5 separate regions of the Mus musculus genome follow, and regions 1, 2, 3 and 5 are each linked to region 4. The links are chromatin contacts, called in public HiChIP or PLAC-seq and promoter capture Hi-C maps. All regions are on one chromosome and are shown on one strand. The core of a region is the stretch at or near the end of the contact, and the rest is flanking DNA. Distances in the headings are between cores, read along the strand shown.

The links. Promoter capture Hi-C pulls out the DNA fragments that hold promoters and counts their contacts. HiChIP or PLAC-seq counts read pairs in DNA pulled down with a chosen protein or histone mark.
Region 1: a contact with region 4 is called in a promoter capture Hi-C map of liver, with 5 times the contacts expected there. The contact joins the promoter of Hhat here to the promoter of Cr1l in region 4. A contact is called at or near these places in 3 of 39 promoter capture datasets (liver and pre-B cells).
Region 2: an H3K27ac HiChIP or PLAC-seq map of extraembryonic endoderm stem cells shows a contact between it and region 4, with 12 times the contacts expected there. The contact joins the promoter of Rcor3 here to the promoter of Cr1l in region 4. A contact is called at or near these places in 2 of 39 promoter capture datasets (embryonic stem cells and pre-B cells) and 2 of 115 datasets of contacts at active chromatin or transcription factors (astrocytes and extraembryonic endoderm stem cells).
Region 3: a promoter capture Hi-C map of embryonic stem cells shows a contact between it and region 4, with 4 times the contacts expected there. The contact joins the promoter of Syt14 here to the promoter of Cr1l in region 4. A contact is called at or near these places in 2 of 39 promoter capture datasets (embryonic stem cells and stem cell-derived epiblast-like cells).
Region 5: a promoter capture Hi-C map of pre-B cells shows a contact between it and region 4, with 5 times the contacts expected there. The contact joins the promoter of Utp25 here to the promoter of Cr1l in region 4. A contact is called at or near these places in 4 of 39 promoter capture datasets (erythroid cells, liver and pre-B cells) and 1 of 9 other capture datasets (liver).

What each region holds. Positions count from the first base shown.
Region 1 is chr1:192,769,696-192,772,555 of GRCm38.p6, reverse strand. It overlaps Hhat (hedgehog acyltransferase), which reads left to right and starts at 1,337. Exons shown (of 12, transcript NM_144881.4): 1 at 1,337-1,576.
Region 2 is chr1:192,136,762-192,139,562 of GRCm38.p6, reverse strand. Rcor3 (REST corepressor 3) reads left to right here and starts at 1,523. Exons shown (of 12, transcript NM_001346740.1): 1 at 1,523-1,824; 2 at 2,074-2,130. The coding sequence starts at 1,665. It overlaps Gm10516 (predicted gene 10516), which reads right to left and starts at 2,665. Exons shown (of 4, transcript NR_033536.1): 1 at 2,502-2,665.
Region 3 is chr1:193,034,520-193,037,219 of GRCm38.p6, reverse strand. Syt14 (synaptotagmin XIV) reads left to right here and starts at 1,445. Exons shown (of 8, transcript NM_181546.3): 1 at 1,445-1,597. The coding sequence starts at 1,585.
Region 4 is chr1:195,130,228-195,132,927 of GRCm38.p6, reverse strand. Cr1l (complement component (3b/4b) receptor 1-like) reads left to right here and starts at 1,358. Exons shown (of 10, transcript NM_013499.2): 1 at 1,358-1,740. The coding sequence starts at 1,623. Gm32313 (a long non-coding RNA gene) reads right to left here and starts at 1,484. Exons shown (of 3, transcript XR_865921.3): 1 at 1-1,484.
Region 5 is chr1:193,128,825-193,131,636 of GRCm38.p6, reverse strand. Utp25 (UTP25 small subunit processome component) reads left to right here and starts at 1,386. Exons shown (of 12, transcript NM_145415.2): 1 at 1,386-1,593; 2 at 2,107-2,146. The coding sequence starts at 1,487.

The sequences.
Region 1 (2,860 bases), core at 88-2,587, 2.4 Mb after region 4:
TACATTGTTCTCTGAAAGGCAAGTTAAACAAACAGGCCGACTAGAAAGTAGTCTTGAGTGACCTCAATGTATATTATTAACTTCACCCGAGAAGCCCAGCAAAGCTTCCAGTCTCTTAGAATATAAGATAATTTTGTCAAAATACACTCCCACACTCAAGTCTCTTGTCTACGTGCAACTGGATTCTGATGTTTCCATCAACTGTTTTAAATCCACGTGTACTAAGAAGTACCACTTGGAATATTCCCCGCCGGCACGTTCTTCAGCTCATTGCTTAGTCTTGCTTTGGGCTTTGGTATTGTGGGTGTTCTGCATGTGAGGCAAGGCTCCACCACTGAGCTGTGTCTCCTCTGCCAATGCTTACTTTTACATTTTGAGACAGTTTGTCAAAATCACTCTGTAGCCCTGGTTTTGAACTTCGGATCCTCCTGTCTTGGCTGTATAGCTGGGTCACAAGCCTGGAGTATTTTCTCTTACACAGATGTTTCTGATTTACATTAGCCAAACCTGACTTTATTTTATGTCTTCAAATGAGCACTGTGCACATGTAGAAAAGAGTTAGACTTAAATGGCATTGAACCCACAGTAACAGGCCATTTAGAACCTGACACAGAAGAGGACCACCTCTTCTGACTGTCCCAGAGCAGAGCTAACACTTTGGCACCTTCTGGGCCAAACCCTGGGCTTTATTACAGTGACCAGACTTGTCAGGTACCAAGGCACACTGTTATTACAAATATACAAGACATATATGTTGTATGCATGTTGGGTGCTCTCCTGAAGAGGCCAGAGCAAGGCTTCCACATCTTCCTCTTGCCTCACCTCATTTTTGTGGTGCAGGGTCTGCATTAGCCTCTAATTGGAGGCTTCCTGTTTAGACTAAGGCAGCTGGTCAGGATCTAGGGGTTCGATAGAGTCTCTACCTTCAATGACGGGGCTACAGGCACACCAGCCATGCCTGGCTCTTTACTTCAGTGTGGGGATTAAACTCAGATCCTAACACTTGCATAGCAAACCCTTACTCACTGAGCCACATCTCTCCAACCCCCAGGAACTGTTAGAAAGTATATTACGTCTTCCAAACAACAAAGGCCATATGATACCAAGAAAGTATTAACTTGGCACCCTGTGTTTTTATTTTGGGCAACCTGGCACTCCTGGTCCGGCTGTTTTAGTTGGTGCTGGGGAAGGTGGAAGTGAAGATGATTTTAAAGTCGGTTTTGCAGAGATTTCTCCAGCTCTATTTAGTCTGCCCTTCACTGGTCTAAGTCATCTTCCTGTAGCAGGGCAGGCCGTACACACCCCCGCCCCAGACTCATTCCTTTGGGGACCGGAAGAATCCTGGAGCCTGAGGTTCTGGTGGGACCCTGTGTAATGATTCGGCTCCAGTAAATGTACAGAGCCCTGGCCAATCCTGCGTTCGGGAACCCGGGCACAACATCTCAGGCCAGGCGCTCACCCCCGCGGCCTCTGACCCGCGCTGTGCTCGCGAGTCCCTCCCGGGCCGCGGCTCAGCGCGGCGGGGTGCAGGGACGCCTTCTCTCCCGCTCGCCCAGCTCTGCACACTGCGATCCAGGTGATTTCGCCCGCGCGAGACAGACAGGGGAAAAGCCGTGCATCGGGGGCGCGCGTGGAGAGCAGGAGGGGGCGTGGGTGGTGAGGCCCCGCAGGGTCAGAGGGCGCGCGGGGGCTGGCGGCGGGCGCGCGTGGAGCTGGCGGCCGTGCAGGGGCCTGTGGTTGCAAAGGCTGCCACGACTTAACCTGCGCGGAGACAGGGGGCTGGCTGGGGTGCCGCAGCAGGTCGTGGGAGGCTCGCCGCTGACGTGGGGGAGAAACGCAATAGCGTTTCCGCTTCCCGTGTCCGTGTCCGCGTGCTGGAGGGCGGCGACACAAAGGCACGGAGTCCCGGGAACCGAGAACCCTGCTGCTCCCTGCAGGAAGGGCGCCTACAGGCCCTCCCCACGCCCCCACCCGGCCCAGCTCAGAGATTTCTGTTTTCTTCGTGGTGTGTGTGTGTGTGTGTGTGTGTTGAAATTGGGCCAACAAACCCGTGCAGCAAATGTTTAACCACCGAGCCCCAGTTCTCAGTTTAAAGATCTCTTTCGCTTTCCAGAAACTCTCTGGACTTAGTTTCCCTCATCTGTTCAGTGGCAAGACTGGGAGACACCAGTTTTTATGCAGGCTCTCCTCCCCCAGATTCAACAGCTATTGGCCGCTTTTAGATCAGGGCCTTCTACGTGTGGGGACTGACAGCGTTATGCAGTGTGTCTGCTCCGTTCAGTGTGGTGTTCTATTATGTAGAGCTGAGCATCTGCTCCAGTGCCACAGGACGCGGCTCAGGGAAAGCTTTGAAGGGCTGTGCGCTTTCACTCAGGGTCTAGAAGTCCATTCTTTCTGGCTTCTATTCTTCATGTTCCGACTTCCCTGTGATTTCTCTCCCCGTAGGATGGTTTATGTGCTGGCTAAGGACAGTTCTGATGGATGTGTTGTTTTGACAGCACCCCAGAAAGACAAGCTGTGTTCTCCAAGACCCTTCAAGGCCACCAGCACCAATGAATTGTCTATGCTAGGGGCTGGGGTTTGGAGCCTTCTTTGGGGACAAAGGCTTTACCTGGTTTTTACTTGGCTTTCTCTTGGAGAGTCACCAGCTGAAGGTGAGGTCAAGGCCCTGGTTGGCAGTTGGCAAGATCTCCTGGTGATCCCAGGTCAGTGTGGCCCAAGGGCAGGGGTGCCATACTTTGGGGCCTCAGAGAAATAAAATTCTTGGTTCTTGCAGAACTTGCTACGGGCCTTTTTGGAGGCTTTTAAAAAGGTGTGGAAAGAACTCAGGATGGGGCTGCTTGGAAGCAGGGGGCCAAGA
Region 2 (2,801 bases), core at 274-2,773, 3.0 Mb after region 4:
CAAAGGAGCTGATGTGACAGGGCTGAGATGAGTCGTGTTCATTAGAGGTTGGAATGTAAAAAATAAAATATCATTTCAGTTGTCCATAACATTTCTCCTTGCAGAAAATAAAAATCAGACTTAAAATATCCTTCAGCAATGTGTTTTTTAAAAAAAGGAACCGATGCTAGGTGTGGTGGTGCAGCTCTTTACTCCCAGCACTCAGAAGACAGAGGCAAGCGGATCTCTGTGAGTTCCAGGACAGCCAGAAGTACACATAGAAATCCTGTCTCAAAAAATAAAACGGGAGGGGAGGTTGAGTTGTGGTTCAAAAATTAATGGACACATATAGAGCTAAAAATCAACTATTTCCAGTACCAGTACTGTTTCTCCACCCGGACAAAATACTCCCTCCTTTAGACAGATGACCGGCCTAATTCTTGTATCCCAGAGTTTTCTTGGCTGAATTCTTGAGTAGGTCTGTTATTTCTCAGTAACAGAATTCCAAAGAACAGTTTTAACCTTCAAGGTAATTTTACTGTTACCCCCAAATTCTGCAGGACACACATCTGTATATTAAGCAACTCCCCCCCCCCTTTACTCCTGAGACACAAATCGTCCTCCTTGCCCAGACAGTATGTCATAAGCAAATATCCTTAAATCTGGGGAAGAAATACAGTCCAGCCAATCTTCAACTGGGTGCAAACTGCCAGAAGGCAGCTGGCCTCACCTTTCTCTGCAGCAGCAGCACCTCTCTGCAGAGCACTTCTCTCTCCACCCTCTCCAGAATTGCTCTGAGCCACCACCCCAGGCAGTGTCGACCCAGATAGCACTGGCCCGGGGAAGGTAGAGTTCGGTTATTTATTTCCCCACTCGTGGCATTCGCTTCTTAGACAGCAAAAGGGAAAGAGCCAAGTGGAAATACTGCCCTTTCAGTCCCTCTCGGACCTCACAGCAGAGAGGAGCTGCCTCGCCAGGTCTTTAGGGCCGGTCTCATTCCGGAGTGAACCGATCCTGCCTCCAACCGGAGGACCCAGCTCCTACCCCGGGGCGCACCTCGCGGGAGCAGCTCCTGTCTGAGGCCGCCAACCCCTGCCCGCGTCACCGGAGCTGCTCCGGTCCAAGGCCGCCATCCTCATAGCTCCTGTCAAAGGCCGCCATCCCCGCCGCTCCTCACCGGAGCAGCTCCTGAGACCGCCATCCCGGGTTCCCGGTCACGGGAGCAGCTCCCGCCCCGCGGCCCCGCCTCAGCAGGCCAAATTCCTTCAGCTGAGACAGGGCAGAGGCCGCCTCCCCGCCCTCCATGCCGCCTCCGGGGCCTCCACATCGTCTCCCGGCCCTCGAGCGCCCGGGAACCGGCCGGCTGGGGACGCGCGGGGTCCCGGCCCTCTGGTCTCTCCGCCCCGCGGCCGGAACCTCCCTAGGGCGGAGTGATCGCGGCCGCCCAGTGAGGAGCGCGCGGCCACGAGGGGCGCTCGGCCGGGTGGCACGGCGCGGGGCGGCGGCGGCGGGGGAGGGGAGGGAGGCGGGGCCGGGGCGGGCCGGTGTGGGGCGACTGCGCTACGGCTCGACCGGGGCGGTGATGGCGGCTCCATATTAACACCTCCTCCTCCTCCTCCGCGCTCCCGCCCGCGCCCGCCAGCCGTCTCCCCCTTCCCTGACGCCACCTCTCCCCCTCCTCTACCATGCCCGGCATGATGGAGAAAGGGCCCGAGTTACTGGGGAAGAGCCGATCGGCCAACGGCGGCGCCAAGAGCCCGGCGGGAGGCGGCGGCTCCTCGGCCAACGGCGGGCTGCACTTCTCGGAGCCCGAGAGCGGCTGCAGCAGCGACGACGAGCACGGGGGTACCTCGCCGCGCTCCCCGCCCCCGCCCGTCCGCCCGGCCCCCTTCCCCGCGCCCTCCTCCCCCTCGGAGCCGAGCCGCGGCCGCCGGAACTCCCGGTGCCGCCGCAGCCCGCGACCCGCGCCTCCCCGCCCCCACCCGGCCACGGCCTCGCCCGCGCTCCCGCGGCTGGAGAGTCTCTGCCTTGCCCTTCCCCTCTCCTCTCCTTATTTATTACCATTTTACCATATATCTTGGCATTGCTTTGCAGATGTTGGGATGAGAGTCGGAGCTGAATACCAAGCTCGGATCCCTGAATTCGATCCAGGTAGATATATTTGCTCACAGGAAAACCCCATCTCTCTCTCTCTTTTTTTTTCCCCCAGGCTTGCTCTGGGGTGGCCGGCGTCGGGATGGGAGGGAGTTACGTGGTGTTGAGTGTGGGGCGCACCAGGAGAGGCCAGGGCAGGGCAGGGCAGGGCAGGGCATCGCGGGCGGGGAGGCTGGCAGGCTCGGCTGGGCAGTGACACAGGGCGTGGGGGTAGATGTGTGCATGGCAAGGTGAACATGGTTCCCTCCCGCGGCACTTGCACGCTGGTGGCTTCGCACGGAGGTCGCGGGTCCGAGGCCCGGGGCGTGGGGACTGCAAAACCAAGGGCTGCAGGAGAGGGCGTGCGATCTGTGTGTGCATGAACCTACCCCAGGTCAGATGCCACTCCGACCCGCCCTGGGAACCCGGGGCTCAGCCAGGCTCCGCAGGGCCACGCTTGGCAACCGCCTGCTGTCATTAGCCCGAGCCAAGGGCGAGCCCTGCGACCCCGGCGCACACGGGATCCTGGTTTTTCTTTCTGCCGAGGCGGTGTGGACCTGGGCGGGGAAACGCCCGTGCCCGACACCGCCCCGGTCGCCCCCAACCCCTCCCCGCGCGCCGACCCAGCCCGGGGAAGCCAGACCACAGGACAGCGGCAGCAGCTGCCAAGGAGACATTTTCTCCGGAAC
Region 3 (2,700 bases), core at 196-2,695, 2.1 Mb after region 4:
GTTCTACAGAGTTAGGATAACAAGCATGCTACTTAAAAAAAAAAAAAGGTGTGGATTGAGCTCAAGCTCTCATGCTTGTGCAACAAGCACTTTATCAACTGATCCATCTCCTCTACCCCTGCAGCCAGTTCTCTATATGATGCCTAGATCAACAGATATTCACTGGACTAGTCAAAACATTAAAGAACAGGGTCAGGGAAAAGTCTCAGAAGGTAAAGATGTTTGCTACCAAGCCTGGCTGACAACCTGATTTTGATCCCTGGAGGTCATATGGTGATGAGAACAAACTTCTGCAAACTGTCTTTTAACCTTCACACGAAGGTCCTGCCCCAATAAATAAGCAAATGTAGAAAAAAAATGTTAAAGAATCGATGCCTATTGAGCATCAATCGACTGAGGGAGAAGTTATATAAAAGCAATGAAAGGCAGTTTCTGCTCTAGATTACAGTCCAACCTCACATAATAAGTGGAAAATATTTTCTTCTTTGTTTCTGTCCTTAATATAGCCACCTGTTCTAGGAGTGACCATCTTCTCCACAAGGAAGAATCACTAATCCCCTATCCTTCTAGGCTCCTCCATCCGGCCTTTAAAGTACCCAAACGAAGCGGGATAAACAGTGGAGAGGGGCTGATTAGGTAGCTAGTTTGCTCGGGGTTGGCTTTTGGGTGTTCACATGCTCAAGGGCTTGCAAACTTAAAAATGGGTACATGACATGCATTTCAGGCCCTTTGTCAAGACGTCTGTGCAACACCTACAATTGTGTGGCTTCAAATGTGTGCTTGCAATGCATAGACAAATGGGGAACTCGTTCCTCCAAGGAGGCATCAGGCTCCTGTGGAGTTGGGTCACATTAGAAATGAGGCTGAAGAGAGAGAGGGAAGGAGGGAGAGACAGAGACTATCCTCACGATCCCTCTTTCTGGTTTGCTGTGCCACGAAGCTGTCTCTACTGGCTGGCTGAAATCTGAGGTGAGTGTTCAGGCAAACCAAACCAAACTGAATAGATCTTCGCTGAGAGGGAATCTGGCACCTCCTGGGTGCGGAGACCTGTCCGTGGTCCTGACCGCTTGTCCAGCCGCTCTGGAAGCCTGGTGAAGGCTGGCTGCTGAGGCTGCTCTCTGCTCTGTCTGCACCTGTTGGGAACGCCCGCCTGAGACCCTGCACTGGCTGGGGGAGAGGGGGTTGGGGGAGGTGAGGGCGTGGCCAGCAAGAGGCGGGCGTGGCGGGTCAGGGTGGTAGGCGGGGTTGTGGATATTTCGGGGGCGGGGCCTGGGAAGGTAGATGGGAATGGGTTAAGTCGAGGTTGTGGGCCAAACTATAGTTGTTGCGAGGGGCGGGGCCTAGAGGGGCCGGGGGCGGGGCGGTGTCACGTGCCGACGGTGCGCGACCGTGGAAGGTTCCGCTTCCTGCGCCGCCTGCTCCGGAGCTTCGACCCCACCCCGCCGCCCCGCCCCAGCTCCTGGAGGCCCAGCTGCCTGGCCCCGGGGCGTTCCCGCCCCTCTGGCCCGAGGCCTAAGAAGAGCAAGCTCCAGCACTTACCCCCGCTCTCCCTGCGTGGTTGGTGCGGTCCATGGCGAGCGCATCATGGCGATCGAAGGTAAGTGGAAGGCAAGCGATGCGCGGAGAAGACGCCCCGCGAGCGAGCGCAGGGCCCAGGAGGCCGAGGTGCGGGTTGCGGGTCCGGACTGTAAGGGAAGCTAATGCGGGACACCGGCCTAGGCGCGGCGTGCGGCCCTCGCGAGCACTGGCCTACACACTTTGGGCGCTGAGGTACCGAGTGAGATGCTCAGGCACTAAGGCTCTGAAGTACTGAGTGAGATGCTCAGGTACTAAGGCTCTGAAGTACTGAGTGAGATGCTCAGGTACTAAGGCGCTGAGGTACTTAGACGCCAACTCGCTCAGTCTCTGAGGTGATAATGAGGCGCTGAGGTTCTGAGGCACAGAGGAGACTTAGGTACTTAGACACTGAGGTGCTGAGTCTCTGAGGTAAATGAGGCGCTGAGGTTCTGAGGCACTGAGGAGACTCAGTTACTAAGGCGCTGAGGTACTGAGTGAGATGCTCAGGTACTAGGGCGCTGAGATACCGAGATGCTGAGGTGAATGAGGCTCTGAGGTATTGAGAAGCGCCGTGCTGTTCGGCAGCGGGAGGCTGCCCTTGTGGGATCCGCTCATCCTGCTGCTCCTGTCGGGCTTTCTGGGCCGATGATAACCACGCTGTCCCCTTCGGTTGACGGGTATAGGGGGGCCAGGACATCTTCGTGAGGTCAACCCTCTTATCTGACCCTCACAATTGCTTTTTTCCGGGGAGAGGCAAATGCCTATTTATGACAAACGCACCCAGAAGATTGGCAACAGAAATGTTTCACAAGTAGCTTGATTCGAATTGGGTAAGGTAAGTGGTACCGATGTGTATTTTCCTCTTATTCTGAGAGCATGGAGTTGGAGTGGAGTGGAATTTGCCTTGCTTTTAAGGAGCATATTGTGCAGTTAGTATCACACAGGTGTGATGCTTACAGCATCTTGTTTTCCATTTTAGATGAGCTCAGTACAAAAAAAAGGATTTCCAAAACTTCCCTGCGTGACCTGTACAGAGTACCTGTAGCTGAATCATTACTTGCCTACATTTAATGTGTTCCCCCTCGCACAGTAATTCCCTTAGGTGACTGGTCTCTGTTAGTATACACGCCTGGGGGCTTCTTT
Region 4 (2,700 bases), core at 109-2,608:
GAATAACTTAAATTCTAAATCCAAAGTGCTAGCAGGACTGGTTCCATATGAAAGCTTCGGGGAAGAATCTGCTTATTTGTTCCACATTTTAGAGGCTGCTATCATTTGCTCTCTGGAGGCAGCAACTTTGATCTCTGCCCTCATTGTTCTTCCTCTCTGATTTAGGACTATGTTCCTGTAAGGTTCCTTAGGGTTATTAAGCCCACTTTGGCAGACAGGATTACCTCCCCACTTAAATGTTCTTGATTTAATTTAATTAGCCATTTCTTTTCCTGCCGTATAAAGTACCTATCACAGGTTCTGAAAACAGAATGTGGACATGTTTGTTCGCATGTCCTATTTCTCTCTTGGAATATTTGAGTTCTTAATTCTATTCCCCAAACTTGGCTCTTTATATTTGTTATTTCTAGAAGCACTACCACCAATCTCTGAGTAGGGCTCTCTCTCTCTCTCTCTCTCTCTCTCTCTCTCATTAGTATTAAGAAAGGAATTAAAATTCAGTGCAAATCCTGTTTATTCCATTTCTGAAAACTTATTAATTGTTCATCTGCCATCAAATCTCACTTGGATGATGGCAAGGCCTGGCTTCGCTCCCTGATTCATTACTGCACTATCCTGGTCTAGGCTGAATAGCACTGACATGGTTGTGAACAAAAACTTCCGGAAAGAAACTGCGTCTGACTGTGAAAGGAAATTCCTGAAAGTTAACTGTTTCTGCAAAGACTATTGGCTGATTAGAATTTCAGTACTCTGGAGAGATTGCAATTTTGCTGGTCCAGAGACCAATAATTACCTTATCTTGGGCTAAGTCAGAACTAACATCATGATACAATAGATACAAAACAAACAAACAAACAAACAAACAAAACCACAAACAACCTTTTAGAATCTACTGACTTATCAGGCAACTAGCTTCTACCAATACAAAAGCCGAGTGCCATTAGAGTCATCCTGAGCCTATAGAAAAGCTTCCACTACCTGCTTCTTGTATGTACCCAACAATATATTTTAAACTTGCCTTAATTTGTGACTTTCTCTGCTCTGTAAAACCACAAAAACTTTATGAAACTGCTTCCATGAAATTTGGGGTGACCATATCATTGTTCCAGGGTCATGATCACTCAAAATGGCTTCAGAATAAACTCCTAATCCTTTTAAGATGAGAGCTATGGTTTTTACCTTTCATTTTTTGTTTCCAGCGGCACGTTACATCCGAATTCATCATAAGGAAATAGGTTCTTACTGTATACTAGACAGGGTATGCAACTGTCAGCTCACTGTTGCAGATTAGGGTTAGGCTCCACCCTTGCAGATTTTTAAAAGGAGTAAGGCCGGGCTATATGCAAACCGAGTTCCCATAATGCCTTGTTTTCTTTGGAGTCGAAGGTTCCTGCAAGTGGAAAACTTCCTGGAGCTGACCTACTAGGTATTGAACCAGTTTCTGCATTGCTGAATCAATCTCCCAAGGGTAATTCCACAGAAATCCCAGGGGCTTGGAGTAAACAAGACCGCGCCTAGCCCAGCTAGAGGAAGTTTTATTCCGGAACCCAGCGCCATTTCTGGGTGGGACTGCTTTCTACACCATTTGCCGTAAAACGTTGTTTGAGAACGGTGTGAGGGGAATGGAGGTCTCTTCTCGGAGTTCAGAGCCTCTGGATCCGGTGTGGCTCCTTGTAGCCTTCGGCCGGGGAGGAGTCAAGCTAGAAGTTTTGCTGCTGTTCTTGCTGCCATTTACTTTGGGTGAGCTGCGGGGAGGCCTGGGGAAGCACGGACACACGGTTCACCGGGAACCCGCGGTAAATAGGCTCTGCGCAGACTCCAACGCTGGTCTGGGCTGCCTGTGAGTGCTCAGCGCCCCTTTCCCATGGGTGAGCGTGGGGCGCCCTCTACCCAGATCTTGGGTCGTACGCAGCCGGCAGGAACGCGTGGTCTCCCAGCTGCTTGTCTTTATTAGCTGTACGCTGTGCTTTTCTGTGCTGAATGTAGTGAGAGAAACGGTGTGGGGAGCAGGGGGTTGCAGGAATATTGAGAGATGCAATTTCTAATCCTAGAATTTGGTTATGAGGAAAGTTAATATTTTTGTGTTTCCTTATCTGTGAAATGGAGATATTGATGTCTTTCGTGGTATTGGTATTTAATAGGTGCCATCAAATATCTAACCCAATTTCAGCTCCTTAATTTATTTCTATCTTGAGACATTCCCTATGCACTTTCTCCGAAGGCCTAGACAAACAGGCCCAGGGATACAGTTTTCACACAGTGAGACTGTGTACTTTATCTCCCACCCCAAATCCTCATTAACTCCCTTGAGCTTCCACTTTAAGGAAGGTCCTTCCACTCCCACTCCAAGGTAAGATTTGAAAAGCTAGCAAGCCTCAAGGTGCAATGAAATATTTGCAAGTAGAAAAGACTGTAGAATTTACATATTAAATTTTACTGATGGTTAAGAACAAAATAGAGTGCCCATTTTACCCACCATGAAAGTTCTAATTTCCCTTTCCTTTCTCCTTAATCAGAACTTTCTAAGAGAAAGACTTCCTTGAAGTCTTTTGCATTGTTTGTTTTTTATTGTATTTCCAAAGTTAAATGAAAATGATTTTTTTCCAACATATAGTTATTGGTTACATATTATTTGACTCTCTCTGCCACATAATTAATGCTGCTAAGACTTAAAAGAAAATAACTGAGTCTAGAAGTTAA
Region 5 (2,812 bases), core at 137-2,636, 2.0 Mb after region 4:
GTCTATTAATGAGTTCCTAGGCCAGGCCAGGTGCTGGCTACCACCCTTTCTGTTTGCATGGCTTTTGATACTTTTTTGCTGGGGGGGGGGGGTTGTCCCCCACCACCACTGGCTTTCCCACTCCCACCCTAATTATTAGTAGTAGATGACCCTGGAACAGAGGGCGGACAGGTGGACCTGAGTAAACCCCTACTCTTCCACAGAAAGATGTTTCGATGTCTCCAGTTGTGCTTTGAGTCTAAGCTGGAGCTAGTACTTTGTTTACATTGAACCTCGGTTAGTTTTGAAGGGAAGTATGTCTTTGTGTGGTGTCAAACAGCCTCACCTATTGCTGTGTGTCCTTGAAATACAGGCCTCAGCTATTTTTGTTCGTTCCTTTGTTTATTTAGAGAAGTTGGGTCTTGTTTTATTTTCCCTGGGTAACATCAAATTCACAGAGATCTGCCAGCCTCTGCTTCCCAAGAGCTGGGATTTAAGGCGTGTGCCACCATGCCCGGCTCAATTTTATTTTTTAAGTAAAGGTCTCTAACACTTCATTCTCTTGCCTCGGCCTCCCGGGGACTGAGATCACAGGTGTGAGTCACCACTAGTTTATTTGCTGTGTGGGTTTGTTTTGCTCAGTGTTAAAGATCAAACCCCAGGATTTGAAAAGTACCTTGGCTAAGCACCCTACATATGAGCGAGCAACGCCCCTGGCCCGTTTAGGCTATTACTCACACTCAGGCTAATACACATCAACTTTAAATGTACAGTTTCACTCGTTTGGGTGATAACACATACAAGATCCTACTTTATCTTGTGTGTTTCTGCTTTTGTTAAAGAAGCAATGTCAGGAGAGGATCACCTCACATACTCCCAGAGACTAATGAATGATCTTTCTTGCTAAGCATCGGTGTCTGCATCTTTCTCAACAGACTGACTCGCTAGATCCGTCTGGACAGTGTGCCGTTAAGTGGGGTGTGCGGGCACCCTTAAGCGATGGTCCTTATTCTTCTGAGTAGCATTCAACCATTTCTGCTAGCATACATTGACATATCAAAGCGAACCACGCGGTTGTGGATTTCGCTTAGTGCTTGAAAACCAGTGCAAGGTCCTGGGTTCAGTTCTTAGCTCCTGGGAGAGGGACAAAGGACCACCAACCTCGTCCTCCTCAATTTTGGAGAAAAAAAAAAAAAAAAAAAAGGTAAAAGATAAGCACAAAGCAAGCCACTCCATCCCGGAAAGACAGCCAGTCCCTGCAGCCCTAGGAGCTGGTGTTCCGATCACGCATGCGTAGACACGCCTATGTGCTAGAGGCGCTCCGGCAGGGGGCAGTATAGCGACCAGAGGGTGTAACGCCTGTCGTACTCTCTGGGCGTAAAGCAGCTTTGCTTTACGGCTCCCGCCTCCGCCGTAAAGCCAGCGTGCCCACGTGCGACAGCGACAACTTGCCACTGGGAACCTTGTGTTTTGTTTGTTTGTTTGTGGCGAGCTTGACGTTTCCGCTATGGGCAAACGCCGGAACCGGGGCCGCAGCCAGATGCTCAGCACCATGACCAAGAAGCAGAAGAAGCACCTCCGCGACTTCGGCGAGGAGCACCCCTTCTACGACAGGTCGGGGTGCGCGGGCCGCCGGGAGGGCTGGTTCCGGCCGAGTTGAGCCGGGTCCGGTCGGTGCAGGACGGGAACCCCGCTGCGGAGGTGCGCTCTGCACCGGGACCTGCTGAGACCGCGGGCCGTGCTGCCTGTCATCCGAGCACGCGCGGGCTCAGGCGCGAAATCGCAGCTTAGCCCAGCCAGGGCCGCGTAAGGGTCTCCAAAAACAGGACGGGAGGTCGGGAGATAAAGTTGGCCCTGAGAGGTGAACCCCGGTGTGCCGTTAAAAGCCAGTTTCTGACTTATCCTTTCTTAAGAGATGTCATTGAGCTCTCTTGTCTGTTACCCTTTTGTCTGCTGATCATCTCTGCCCTTGTGCATGCAGAATTTCATTTTTTACACTGACTGGATATTATCCTGTATTGGACATTTTTTTTTTTTTTGGTATTCATTTAAAGCAGAATCATTATGCCTTTTCGTGATTGTTACGAACTAGCAGCTAAAGTTTAATGTTATCTATTTCTATTTTAGGGTTTCCAAGAAGGAAGCCAAGCCGCAGATTTGTCAGCTGGTAATGCTTTTTTTCTTTATAGTAGTTGGAATTGGGTTGTTACCTTTAAGATTGGGTGTAAACGTAAAGTTTGGTTTGCATCCCCGTGTTTCTCTGTTTTGGGTGTGAGCTGTGATTTTAGTAATGCTACCCAATTGGTTGTAAGTGATGGAGACAGCTGTAGAAATTACCATGTGATGAGAGAGGCTATGGTTGGAAACTACCCCATGACACTGTCTTAAGTTCTGTGGAAGGGGTTCATCAGAGTGCTGGCTCCTTGTGCATGAAAGGCTTCACACAGTATAAAATGGACAAGGGGCCCGGAGACTCAGACAGTGACACTTGCTTGTAATTCTCCTCTTACATCATGCAACATGAAACCTGATGTCTGAGATGTAAGTTAAAACTCATAACCTGAAATTTTGTTTGAAAAGTCAGTTTTCTTTCCACGTGCAGCTGATGTCAATTAGAACCATAGCTTGGTTAACTGTTTTATTTAAGTTTCATGCCCGGCTTGGTTCAAGAGATGAGACTGTAATATTTGCTGAAAAGCTCATAGGGATTTTTGTTTTGTCTGTGAGTTAATGTATATTCATTATACAAAGTAGCGGGTTTCCTAAGGACTTTTCCAGTCAAAATTATCTGATCGTATTCATTTCCTTCCTTTGACTGTTTGTCTTCCATCTC